2 separate regions of the Mus musculus genome follow, and region 1 is linked to region 2. Evidence: chromatin contacts called from public promoter capture Hi-C data. All regions are on one chromosome and are shown on one strand. Each heading gives the region's core, a stretch centred on a gene start, on an enhancer-like site or on the middle of the called end of the contact. The rest is flanking DNA. Distances are from core to core; before and after follow the strand shown. Region 1 holds the start of Crispld2 (cysteine-rich secretory protein LCCL domain containing 2). Region 2 holds the start of Wfdc1 (WAP four-disulfide core domain 1).

Region 1 (6,049 bases), core at 1,440-3,939, 330 kb after region 2:
GGCTGTATGGTATCTGGTCATCTGTGGACTTTTTTTTTCTTTTTTTTAAGACTGCAAATTTCTTCATTTCCACTAGCATAGGTCTGTGCTTTGTGCCCATCTCCTCGAAGCCGATTAGCCTCTGTAGTTTTAGCAAAAGAGTGAGGCATGTCTCCAACACCAGGCCATCAAAGGCCCTCCCAAGGCACCTGGCTCTGGAGGAAGCTTGCTTTAGGGACAGCTAGGCACCACGTGTCTGACCACCTGACACTGTCCACTGGAAAGGCTGGAGCCACTACGGCCAGCAACCCAGCTGGTATCCCTCCCACAGCCAATATCAAACACTACTCTCAGTGTCTAGCTCCAGTCAACAGCTAACTACAGCCAATGAAGGGCCCTAAGGAAGAAACTAACTGCACTAACCACACCTTTCCAGTGTCCCCTATCTAGTACATTATAGGCCTAACAAAAACAATGGGGGCTGTTAAAGATGTCTTGTGTGTGTGCGTGTGTGTATCATAATCATATTGGGTATCAAAATAGGTATATATGAATACACACATATATCATTAGCACTAAATAACCATTATACAACTGGAACATCTCCCTCCAACCCACTATAATATAGGATAATTTGTTACACAGCAGTACTAGCCATGACATTCTACTTTAGAAATTTGTTTAGCCTCCCCGATATATCAACAAGAAATGAAATAGCTCTGAAGTATCCAATGTGTTCATCTTGTATAAATACAAACTCTCTAATCAGCTTACCACATGACTTAGAGGCCAAGCTGATAGGCTGTCCTGGTCCATTTGGGCTGATGGGTCAAGACGGCACTGGGTGACAGGATATACACAGGGGAGCTTGGGCAGTGAGACTGTCAAAGGTAGTGTCTCAGCTCACAGATGGGGATCTCACAACATCCCAACTTGCTCTCCCCACCCCCACCGTATCTTCCCTAGGTAATTAGATCTCAATGTAGCAATCTTGGCAAGATACATTAAAATATAGTAGGGGCTCCGGCACAGGCTGCCTGGGTTGGGATCCCAGTCTCACCAATGGACAACCAGGAGATCCTGGACAAGTGCCTTCACCTGCTTGTACCCAATGTCCCCATCTGTAACCAGAGGCCCCTTTCCATTGGGCCGTGAGAGGCTGACCAGAAGATGCCCTTGAAGTTCCCCCGCATAGCTCCTGATACTCTTCTGGTGAAGGAGAAATGGGGTAGGTTAGACGAGAAGGCCACACAGGGGAGGGAAAGGGGAAACTGAGGAAGAGTAGGAAGAAGAGCTGGAGGTTCTGGGATGGCCAGACTGAGGGAGACTTGGCATGTTGGTTTGACCTGATGATGATAGGCATGTAGAATGCTTCGGTGGGGAGGGGTGTCTAAGAGTCCCACGGAGCCATCAAGGAGCTTTGCAAGGTTGTCATGAAAAGCGTCAGCAGGGCGGTGTGGTGGGGCCACTCAGAGCCTGGGACTTCTATTACTGACAAGCCACTCCTGCCCAAATGCTGGGTCCCAGAAAAGCCCTGTTCCTCATCACTTCCCGTTCCTGGGTGGGTAACAGGACCCAGTTTATCCTGTTTTGCATTCAAGGCTTAATGGTCACGGACACTGGCAACAGAGTGGGCACGTGCACTTTGGAGACCTGTGACTCAGAGATGCGTGCAGGAATCTCTGTGTTGGTCAGTCCCTTCACTGAGGAGAATAGGGATGCTGGCGTCTGAGGGTGGTCAGGCCAGATCGTCAGCACCAGAGAATGGCACATGGAGCACAGGGCCCACCCTCACTGGCCTTGTCCTGGGTCACCCCCAGGGCTGCTAATCAGCCCTGTTAATCAGCACTGACTCCTCTGGTACTTGGAAGACAGCTTAGGGTGTAGCAAGTGAGTGCAGGTCGCTTGATGATGGATGCTTCCAAAACTGAGCATTAAGGACGGGATTTAAAATGAAAAATATTAACATATCTGAATCTTTATCTGCGCAGTGCTGCGTCAAGGACTTGGGTAAAGATCTCTGGTTGTAATCCAGGTTCCCCAACATGTCACGAGGAACCCCAGCGGGCTCGGCTGTACCTGCTCCTGGTAGTATTTGTGGAGGTGTTAGTGGGAGGTGCCTCTTTGGATGGGTGGTCTTCTCCAGTCCCACTTTAAGTGACTGAGAGTGTTCTGGGGGATCTCTTAGCTCTTCCCGCTCATTCCCTCACTTGCCCTTAAGGGTTTGGGTGTCAACCTTTACCTAAAGTAATTTCCCGGATTCTAACCTCGGGTTATTTGCTCCAGGTAGACGCCAAATGCCCTGGGGCACGTGGTACTAAGCTTACTGGAACCTCACCCTGGGGTTCTTGAGGAGGCGGGATAATCTCTCCACAGAAGTGGGACATAGCCTCCTCCCTAAATTGCTGGGAACCCCCGAGATCCTCCTAGTTTGGGAATAGGTCGTGGCGGATAAATGCGCACACCCCGGCTCAGCACGTGCTTCCCGGTGGTCTTTTGTCCTGTCCTTCACTTGAGTAGTAGAACCGGGTGGGGTCCACAGGCCACGGACTGTCTGGGGGTGCCCAGCCTGCCGCACGCAGAAAGAGCTCAATGAAAACTACTTTTATGGTCACGGCTAGGGGCCGCGCGCTCCTTGCGCATCGTGGTCCTCAGTGCCTCCACCCTCCCGAAAACAGGAGGCGGGGCCGGCGCCTCGCAGCCCAATCAGCGCTGCCTGTGGACTTGGGGGGCGTGGCTCAGGATGCTCTAAGAAGCTACTAGGGGCCGCGCTCAAGTCCTGGACCCACTCAGAGCGCCCAGCATCCGCAAGGTTCCAGATCTGCAACTTGCTTGCCCAGCGCTCCCCAGGTTGAGGCCAGAGTTCCGCACAGGTGAGAGGGACTCGGTCCCGCTGTTCTTTTGTCTGTAGGAGAACAGGTCTTGTCGCGTAGCCTACGCTGTTCTCGAACTCTTAGCCACCTCACTGCTTCGGCTGCAATGTCTCCTCTTTCTGTCCTTTTTCGACTCTCTTGCCCTGACTAAGGCAGACGCGGTGCTTCAGGGCTGTTCAGGGCTGTGTGCCGCCGTTCTGCAGAGCCCTTACCTGCAAGATCCTTTTCAGATGAAGAAATTGAGGCTCAACTACGAAGCTTTTTGCCCGGGACTGACTCGCGGTTAGGAAGCCGTTGGAGCTGGGATCCCTAGCCTGGCTGCACGAAGCTGCTTCGCGCTTCACTGAGGCGCGCTCTTTTGCCCACCCAAGGCAATTTGCCACCATTTGGGGCGGTAGTGTGTTGTCAGTGGGCGTCGATAACTGGCTCGATGATGGCTTGGTTGCGTTAGAGGGGTCTTTCACTCTGTGAGGGTAAGGTTCAGGTGATCACAGGGGCAGGTAAGTGCCTTTGGTTCCAAATGACAGAGCCACACCCCTTTTCCATTGGCAACAGGCTTGTGGTGAGGGGGTCTCCTAACCCTATTTCAGATAAAATATGGAGGGTCAGAGAGGTAAAGTGAGCTGGACTACAGCAGAGACAGGTCTGGAAGCCACCTCCGACTGCCTCCAAGGCTTCCCAGGGACGTGTCCAGGTGTAGCACAGTCTGGACTCTGGCCCATAGGAATCCTTCTGTCTCAGTTTCCTGAGTTGTCGGGATTATAGCAACTCTTCTAGAGACTGTTTTAGGGAACACATGACAGGGTCTTTTCCTAAAGTGGGCATCTTGAATTAAGTCCTCCTGTCAGGAGTATTGGCCCCAGATGAGGAAAGCCAAGATCAGCTCCTTTGGGGTATAGACTTGGTGCCAGATGCCTGTTGCTGCAGTGCAATTTGAACTGGCCCTCTTTCCAGGGAAAGGTGAGTTGCTACGGTGACTAAGCCCGTGTGAGAGGCTGTCTGGATGCCTGGCTTTCCTGGAGCCAAGAGCGGGGCTGGAAATGTCCACTGTTAGACCTGGGCTCCTTGCCCTGAGGAAGTAGGGTAGTCCTGCCTTCTCCAGATGATCTTACACTCCGCACATCAGGTCTGGAGTCTGACAGCCCTGCAGAACAAGGCTGGACCACGCTGCTTGCCACAAAGGAACTGAGGGATGTACAGCATCACTTGGCATCCTCTATCTGCCACCGTCCTCACCTCACCTCCAGGAGGAATAGCAGGTGTGGCGCTACAGTGCCTGACTTGGGAGCGGTGGCTGGGGACCTGGGTCAGTGGCTCAGAGTCTTGAATCTGGGCTGGAAGTGGAGAGTGACTTGTGATTATACCCCCATAGGTGGGCCTGGCTCTGGACTCTAACACCCACGGCTTGTAGGTCCTGCCTTTTAAAAGACAGCTATATATCCACTACTGCCTCTGTCTTCAACCTGACCTTCACAGAGGGGGCTTTATCTAAGGGGTCCTGGACAAACATCTGGACGAGGCTCCTAGAGAGAAGTGAAGACGGAGGTGTTGATTCTTACATAGTGACAGTTATAGTAAGGCTGGCACCTGACACTTCTCTGGAACATCTGTGGCCAGCTATGGCCAGGGCTGGCCCTAGCCATCTCTTGACTGCCCTGTGAGCCGGCATGCTCCACCCACTGATGCATGAAGTGCACACGTGTGCAGAACACGAAACAGCTGGGCCCCTGGCTGAGCTCCACTGTAGGTTCAGAGGAAGGTGCTGTACCAGATGACAAATGTGACCAGCACAGCAGAGTGTACCACAAGGCTTGTTTCATGACCTAAGGGTGCTTTTAGCATCTCCAGGAGCCTGGCCCCAGATGGGGTTGGTGGGGGCGCGGTGTAGGGCCAGAAGGGGGTTGTACTGACAGGGCTCTTCACCAGGACTCGGTCCGTTGGTACACTGAAAGTCTGCCTGGTGACCTGGGTCAGTGAGGCTCCCAGAGCCTGGCTGCTGTGCTGCAGATGGGTGGGGTTGGTCTGCAGGGGGAGGACCTGAATGGGGGAAGAGGATCAGGAGGCCCTTCACAGCCGCCCCCCTACATACACACATGGCATCCGTCTTGTATGAACTCCACTGGAGTGTCTGCAGGCAGGACCCTGGTGCTGACCTTGGCCTTGTGGGAACTGGCTCGAGGCTCTTCTCCGTCACCAGTGTAATTTGTGAGTAGGGGAGGTGCCTCTGTGTCTGCTACTCTGGGAACTAGAAGCTTAAAAAAGATTAAAAAAAAAAAACTCACTGCGTTTGATGAGTCCCAGATGTGCAGAGCCCACGTCAGTCAAGGGGTTGATAACTGGATGGCTCTTCAGGATGGGAAACCTCGGTATGGCCAGAGTGCCATCATTTCATTCCATGGAGAGGTCCTTCAGCTTATGATGTCCCCACCTGAGCACCCTGCAAGCAACAGAGCAGACAAGAGCAGCCACATGAGGGGGTCCTGAGTCCAGGGCATTCAGTCATGTTTTTGTTTTGTCTTTTCTTGAAAAAGTAGAAAACACATACACACAAATATCATTTTTATCTTTCAATTTAAAAAATCGATATTTATTGAGTGTGTGCGTGCGTACGCATGCATCCATGTATGTGGGCATTGGCATGCACGTGTGTGGGCATGCACATGCCATGGGGCATGTGTGGAAGTCAGAGGGCAGCTCATGGAATACATCTCCATCTGTGCTTGTGGATCTTAGGAAGTGGTTGACTTCAGCTTCTCAGGCTTGGTGGCAAGTGCCTCTCCCCACTGCATCATTCCGATGCCCCCCCCCCAATGCACTACTTTAAAAATATTTATTTAGTCGTTTTATGTGCCTGTGTTCATCTGTATGTGGGTCCGTCCATAGGATTGTCCTGCCTGAGGAGGATGGAGAGGTGTTAGAACCCACCCTGGAACTGGAGTTACTAGTGGTTTGTGAATCCCCACCACCACCCCATGAAGATACTGGGAATCAAACTTAGGTCCTCTGCAAGAGCAGCAAGTGTTCTTTCTTAACTGCTTGCTGAGACATCTCCTCAGCCCTCCTCACAGTCAGTTGTCCATGCACAACTGAGGGGCATTGAGTATGTCGGCGGTGTTGTATGGCTAACGCAACCATCTAGTTCCAGAACACTGGCATCCTGTGTGCATGGACAGTTGTGCCCCAGGCTACTCCAGCAA
Region 2 (5,713 bases), core at 887-3,386:
TTCCTCACCACGCCAGGGTTCAACTCCAGATGTTGCCGGTGGGTAGAGAGGGATCCCAAAGCTTTGCTTTGCTCCTCTTTAATTTCCAAATGCTGGGTGGATACACACAGACAGCTTGTCATTAGAAACTACTGAGTGCATTCTGTCTCTTAGAGTTCCAAACTAGGGGCCTGATGTGGAGGATGGAGCCACATGGGCGGCTTCCCAGTGAGATAGGCAAGTATCAGGGGTTCATCAGATGTCACAGAGCAATGACTGAATGTCCTAGTAGCCGTGTGACCAAACAAGGAAATGCGGGGAGAGGATGTCAGATACCCTCATGGTTCCGTTTGATCCAGGAGCAGTTTTCAATGCATGCACGGTCAGATGTCAAGGACACACCCCTGCTTTCTACCAATTTTGAGAGTTCTTTGGGGTCACTGTGGGAGTTGAAGTGATTGGCTTGGTTGGTGAAACACTTCCCACGCAGGCAGAGACCTGAGCCTGATTCCCCAGGACACACACAAAAAGGCAGGTGTGGGAGTGTGTGTCTGTAACCCCAGCTCTGAGGAGACCAAGACAGAAGGGTCCCTCATGTTCACTGGCCGGCCAGCCCAGCCATCTTAGAGAAGTCTCAGCCAGTGAGAAAGTATCTGAGGAAACCAAAGAGAATGGTCGGTGCCTGAGGAATGTGAGGGAGGTTGACCTCTGACCTCCACCAACGCATGTGTGTGTTCTGTACATGATGTCTGCTTTACACGTAAACAGTCCTCACTCAGAGCTGCTACATGGCGCATGTTTAGTGATCCTATGACTACGTGTTAGATGCCACAAGTACCAAAATGTAGGACGGGGACCCCAGATGATCCTACATCAGGCACAACATGGTCAACTGTATTCACCTACTGCGCATGAGCACAGTCTTATGAATCTGTGACTCCAGGGATGGAGCATGGCGGGGGGGGGGGTGCTACAAGAACAAGAACAATCCACCAGGTAGAGCAGACTGTCTAGTTCAGAAGAGGAGGGGTGGGAGGCAGGGGTGGGGCTCAGCGCTCCAATCAGTACAGATGCACCCAATGGTGGCCACCACATGAGAGCCTCTATCAGGAGCCATACTGGGAAAGCAGTCCCGGCAGAAATCCAAGGCCGTGCTAGGGCCCTGCCAGGCAGAAGAGCCTTCCTGGTGGGGAACTAGGAGACCTGGTGCAGTGAAGGCAGAGGGAGGTCAGAAGGGCTTCACAGACCATCAGCCCAGCTCAGGCAGAAGCCAGGCCACCCACGGAGAGACCCAGGAACTGGGCCAAGAGCCTGCTGTCCAAGAATGTAATGTAGGCACATGTGGAGACGAGCATGGGGGCTGGGAACTGCTGTCAGAGCCCCAGGACCCGGGTGCTCCTGGTGGTGGGTGGGAAGACAGACCTACCTTCCTGGGTGCCCATTCTGCCCGTGCCACCCAGCCTCACAGGGTGTGCCTCGGAGCCCCCTCGGCAAATACCACTGGGGCTGCAGGGAAAGCCAATCCCACCTTCTCCAGTGGAGCCGTTCATACCATCCTCTGGGCCTGAGCTAGCTGCTCCACCTCACACTGTTGTCTGATGTGAGAGCAAGCGTGAAACCTCTTTCCATCTCTGTGTCCCCCTTTAAGAAAAATGGGGATCCACACAGCAGCCACCTCTGCATGCTGTTGGGGACAACCTGTTGGGGACAGGCAAGGTGCTTGGTTCCCGCAGCAACCCTCAGTGCAGAGGATGCTTTCCTGTGCAATGCCACTCTCCCCCAGAGTCACATCAAAGCAGGGACTCAGAGACAAGGGAGGGGTCTGCTTCCCCACACCAGGGCCACAGGCTCCTGCGGCCCCCTGTCCCCTCCCTATAGCACCCCCAAACCCAGTTCCTGGGGCAGACAGTCACAGGCAGCGCTGAGAGCAGCACAGCCCATCCTAACTGGAGGCCGAGGAGGCCGCCACAGCAGCTCAATAGTTACAGGGGAGTGGCAGGTCCCTCCCGGCCACGTCTTGGCTGGTGCCCCTTCCTCCCTCTGCCCGGCATCTGAGCTGCCCAGCTTACAGTCACTCTAGTCACTGGAGCCACAGGGTGGACTAAAAATAACCTGGAGAACCAACCACTACCCAGGGCACAGGTGCTGGCTGAGGGCACAAGATCCCAGGGACCCTGTGTGGAGGACCAAGGCTGCAGCAGGCAAAGTTCTGTTGCTCTCTCAGGCCCCACCCAGGCTATGGTCCCTCCTCCCTCTTAACCCCTCTTGCCTCCTCTCCCCGGCCTGCGGAGGAGGTCACTCGTGCAGAAGGAAACCCTGCCACCAGCCTCGGGATGGGTAACTGCGGCAGAAAAGTCCTTCGGGCTCTGAGTTTCCTGTTGCTACTGGGCTCCAGTTCTGCCCAGGGCACTTGGGAGGCAATGCTGCCGGCCAGGCTGGCCGAGAAGTCCCGAGTAAGTGCCAGGAGGGGTGGAGGGGCCTCTGTGATGGGAGGTGGCCCAGGGGACAGAAGTCCCTAGATGCTGTCTATGGTTTCTTATCGTGGTGGGAATCTCCTGTATTGGAGCTGTAGCGGGTGGTGGGCAGACAAGGCTCTGCCTTCCTGAGAGCCCATTGCTGCCAGCAGGGAGGCAAGAAACAGGTCCACCCCCCATGTGGAGATCTTGCCTTTGAAGCTTAAGGGAAAGCATCTCTGCTTCTTCCTGGAAAGCAGAGTCTAATGAAAGGGTCTGAGGGCACAGACGTGAGCATTTGGTCCCCTCCAGTGTCTGAAGCCTGGCCACAGTGCCTCATTCGGGCAAGAGACACTTAGTGGGAAGCAGGCTGGGCAAAAATCTATATGACCCCCTGCAGGTACAGGATGAGGAGACCCGCTCTCCCCCTCGAGGGTGAGTCAGGCTGCCTGGGGACAAATGACATCGATACCTAGGAAGGTTCTGAGCAGAATGTCAACGGGGGGAGGGGGGGCAGGCACAGTGGGACCCTATGGCTGAGTCCTAAGTTGGGCTTGTCTTTGGCTGTGTGACTTCAAGCAAGTTGTCTGACCTCTCTGGACACCAACAATGTGCTCTGTGGAAGACAGAGTGATGCATTCCTCTCAGTAAATATGTGGGGGGGGGGGGAGTTGATGTGGTGTGTGACACGCATGTGTATGTGTTTACAGATGTGTGCAGTGCTTATGTGGGCACATACTCGTGTGTGCTTGGGCCTGTGGAGGCTGGCAATTGGTATCAGCCATCTACCTTGTTCATTTGATTTCCTTTACTGACAGACGGTCTCCCACTGAACTCAGAGTTCCCTAGGGCTAGTCTACCTGGACAGCTTGGCCCGGGCATCCCACCTCCCTCCCGAGCCCGTGGGCCACAAGTGGCTGCCACTTCTGCCAGCTTTTACATCCATTCTGGGTATTGGAACTTGAGCCTCAGACCTACTCAGAGGGCATATTATCCACTGGGGGACATCTCCCCCATCCCTGGTGTTGGTGTTTTGATGACACTGTCCTGGATGGGAGACTTGTCTGCCGGTTCCCCTCCTGGGGTGTCTACACAGCAGTGTGGACAGCAGAGAGTGAATGAGAGGAAGGAAGCCAGGGTGTGTTAGCTTTTGAGCAGTGGGGAGACAGATAATGAGGGAAGCGTTGGGGTGGGTGTAAGGTGGGCACCCTCCGGGGGTGGGGGGGTCTCCAGTCAGGGAGGCAGCATGCCTGCAGGGACACTGTACACTTGTGCAGACACAGAAAGCACTCAGCACTCAGAGTAGCCAGTGTGTCTCACAGGCTTCTAGTCCAATGCCAGCCCATGCCTCCTGGGAGGAATTCTGGTTCCCCGGGGCTGCTGTAGACCCTGGCAGGTTCCTGCCATCGGAGTCAGCACCAGGAGCACTCTCATGAATGCAGGAACACAAATGTGATGAGCAGCATGTTCAGCCCTGCCCTGGAGCTGCAGGGAGAGCCTTCTAAGGTTGGAGACATTTGGCCTGGGGCTTTGAAGGGTGAATATGAGTTTGCCAGATCAGGAAGCAGGGAGGTGGGAAACCAATGTGAACTGAGGCTGATCTGGGTTCAAGATGAACACCCTGGCTGGATGCTCTAGGGAAGAGACAGGGAGCCACGGGAGGAGGAGTCAGACTTCACGTGGGACATGGAATCACCAAAGGCTTCCTGGAAGAGGTGGTTGTCCTGAAGGGAGGCTAAGGATTAAGAATCCAGAGAAAGAAGGACATCCTTTGAAGGCTCCAACGCCAGAGTCTAACTAGAGATGAGAGGGGTGGGGGTGGGGCGGCGCAGGCCAGCGGGAAAGGGCAGGCTGCAAGGAAAGGGACTTTGCTGCTTTTCCCAGGTCCAGGTTCTTTGTACCTCGTGCTGCCATGGGACACAATCCCCGGGCTTTGCATTATCTGCAGAATTGGCCCCTCCCTGGTGTTCAGACTGCTGCTGTGCGTGCCAGAGGAAAGAAAGAGTGTGTGTGTGTGTGTTGGGGGACATGCCCCGCCCTGGGGAAGGCCAGGCTGTGTGTGACTCAAGAGTTTTATGGGTCCTTGTGCATCTGCCTCTTAATTGCTGTGCAGCCTTGGGCCACTCGCCGTCCTCTCTGGGCCTCAGAGGGACCTTTAACTGGGTAGCCAGAAGAGATGGCAGCCCACATGCACTGAGGCAAGATATGGCCACAGCCTCGACCCCCTCACACAACTTGGTGCTGAGCTCTTGATGGCTGTGGCCTGGGGACCCCTTCTGCAGGTATCCGGGAGCAGGCTTAGCCTTAAGGGAAGCAGTTTTGTTGTTGTTTTTTGTTTGTTTGTTTTGTTTTGTTTTTTCAGAATCACAGTTAAAAGTTAAATCCAGTATGTCTACAATGGATAATTCATTATCCATTATTATTATTTCTGGTCTGAAATATTCTCTAAAGACACATGTGTTGATGAAGATCTGGTCCCTAACATGGTAGTGTTGAGAGGAGGGGCCTGAGGAAGGTGATTGACAGGTCACAGTCCTGGGACTGGATGCGTTAGTCCCCTAACATCTGGATGGAGAGTCAAGATGAGACCAGGTTACCCTGAGAACATGAGGGGGTGGGGCCTGGTAGAAGAAATAACTTGCTGGGGGCAAGCTTTTGAAGGGATCTGTACCCGCCCCTTCCTCTCTGCTGTCTCCCCACTTCCTGGCTCCGCTCCCTCATCCCCTCTCCGAGATGTTCTCCAAAAGCAGTGAGCTGACATCCAGAGGGAGCCCTCGGAAATCCTGAGCCCAAACAAACCTCTCCCTCTGCCGGTTGGTCGGCTTAGGTGTTCGGCTAGAGTGCCCGCTAGCTCCCGGCCGGGAGGGGGCGCTCTGCACAGACATAGCACTGAGGACTTGGCTGGTTTATTACTGCCCCTGAGATCTTTATCTGTGGACTTGGGGTGGGTCACGAGGCCATACTGTTTATTTCTCCTGTCCTTGTGCTGGTGGCCTGGACTCAGCCACACTAGGATGGACAGCCCTGGCCACAGAAGTGAGACAATGATTAAAACCTGCTGGGCTATGCTGCCTACCTCCCTTCCATGGTCCATCCCGCCTCTGAGCTCCTTCAAGGGAGCAGCTTGTATTGGGGACTGGAGTTTTCCCAGATCAAGGCGGGTTCATTTGAGCGACTCCCAGTAGGGGTCAGACAGGAACGCCAACCATGTCTTTCCAAGTGAGACCCCGAAGAACGCCTAGGGTTGACATCTGTCTGAGCTTCCCTCCTCGGCAGTATAG

What was found. Promoter capture Hi-C pulls out the DNA fragments that hold promoters and counts their contacts.
Region 1: a promoter capture Hi-C map of liver shows a contact between it and region 2, with 4 times the contacts expected there. The contact joins the promoter of Crispld2 here to the promoter of Wfdc1 in region 2. A contact is called at or near these places in 4 of 39 promoter capture datasets (the C10 cell line and liver) and 2 of 9 other capture datasets (adipose tissue and liver).

Annotation. Positions count from the first base shown.
Region 1 is chr8:119,989,749-119,995,797 of GRCm38.p6, forward strand. Crispld2 (cysteine-rich secretory protein LCCL domain containing 2) reads left to right here and starts at 2,690. Exons shown (of 15, transcript NM_001310635.1): 1 at 2,690-2,852.
Region 2 is chr8:119,664,229-119,669,941 of GRCm38.p6, forward strand. Wfdc1 (WAP four-disulfide core domain 1) reads left to right here and starts at 2,137. Exons shown (of 7, transcript NM_023395.2): 1 at 2,137-2,432. The coding sequence starts at 2,313. Gm32352 (a long non-coding RNA gene) reads right to left here. Exons shown (of 4, transcript XR_388091.3): 2 at 1-92.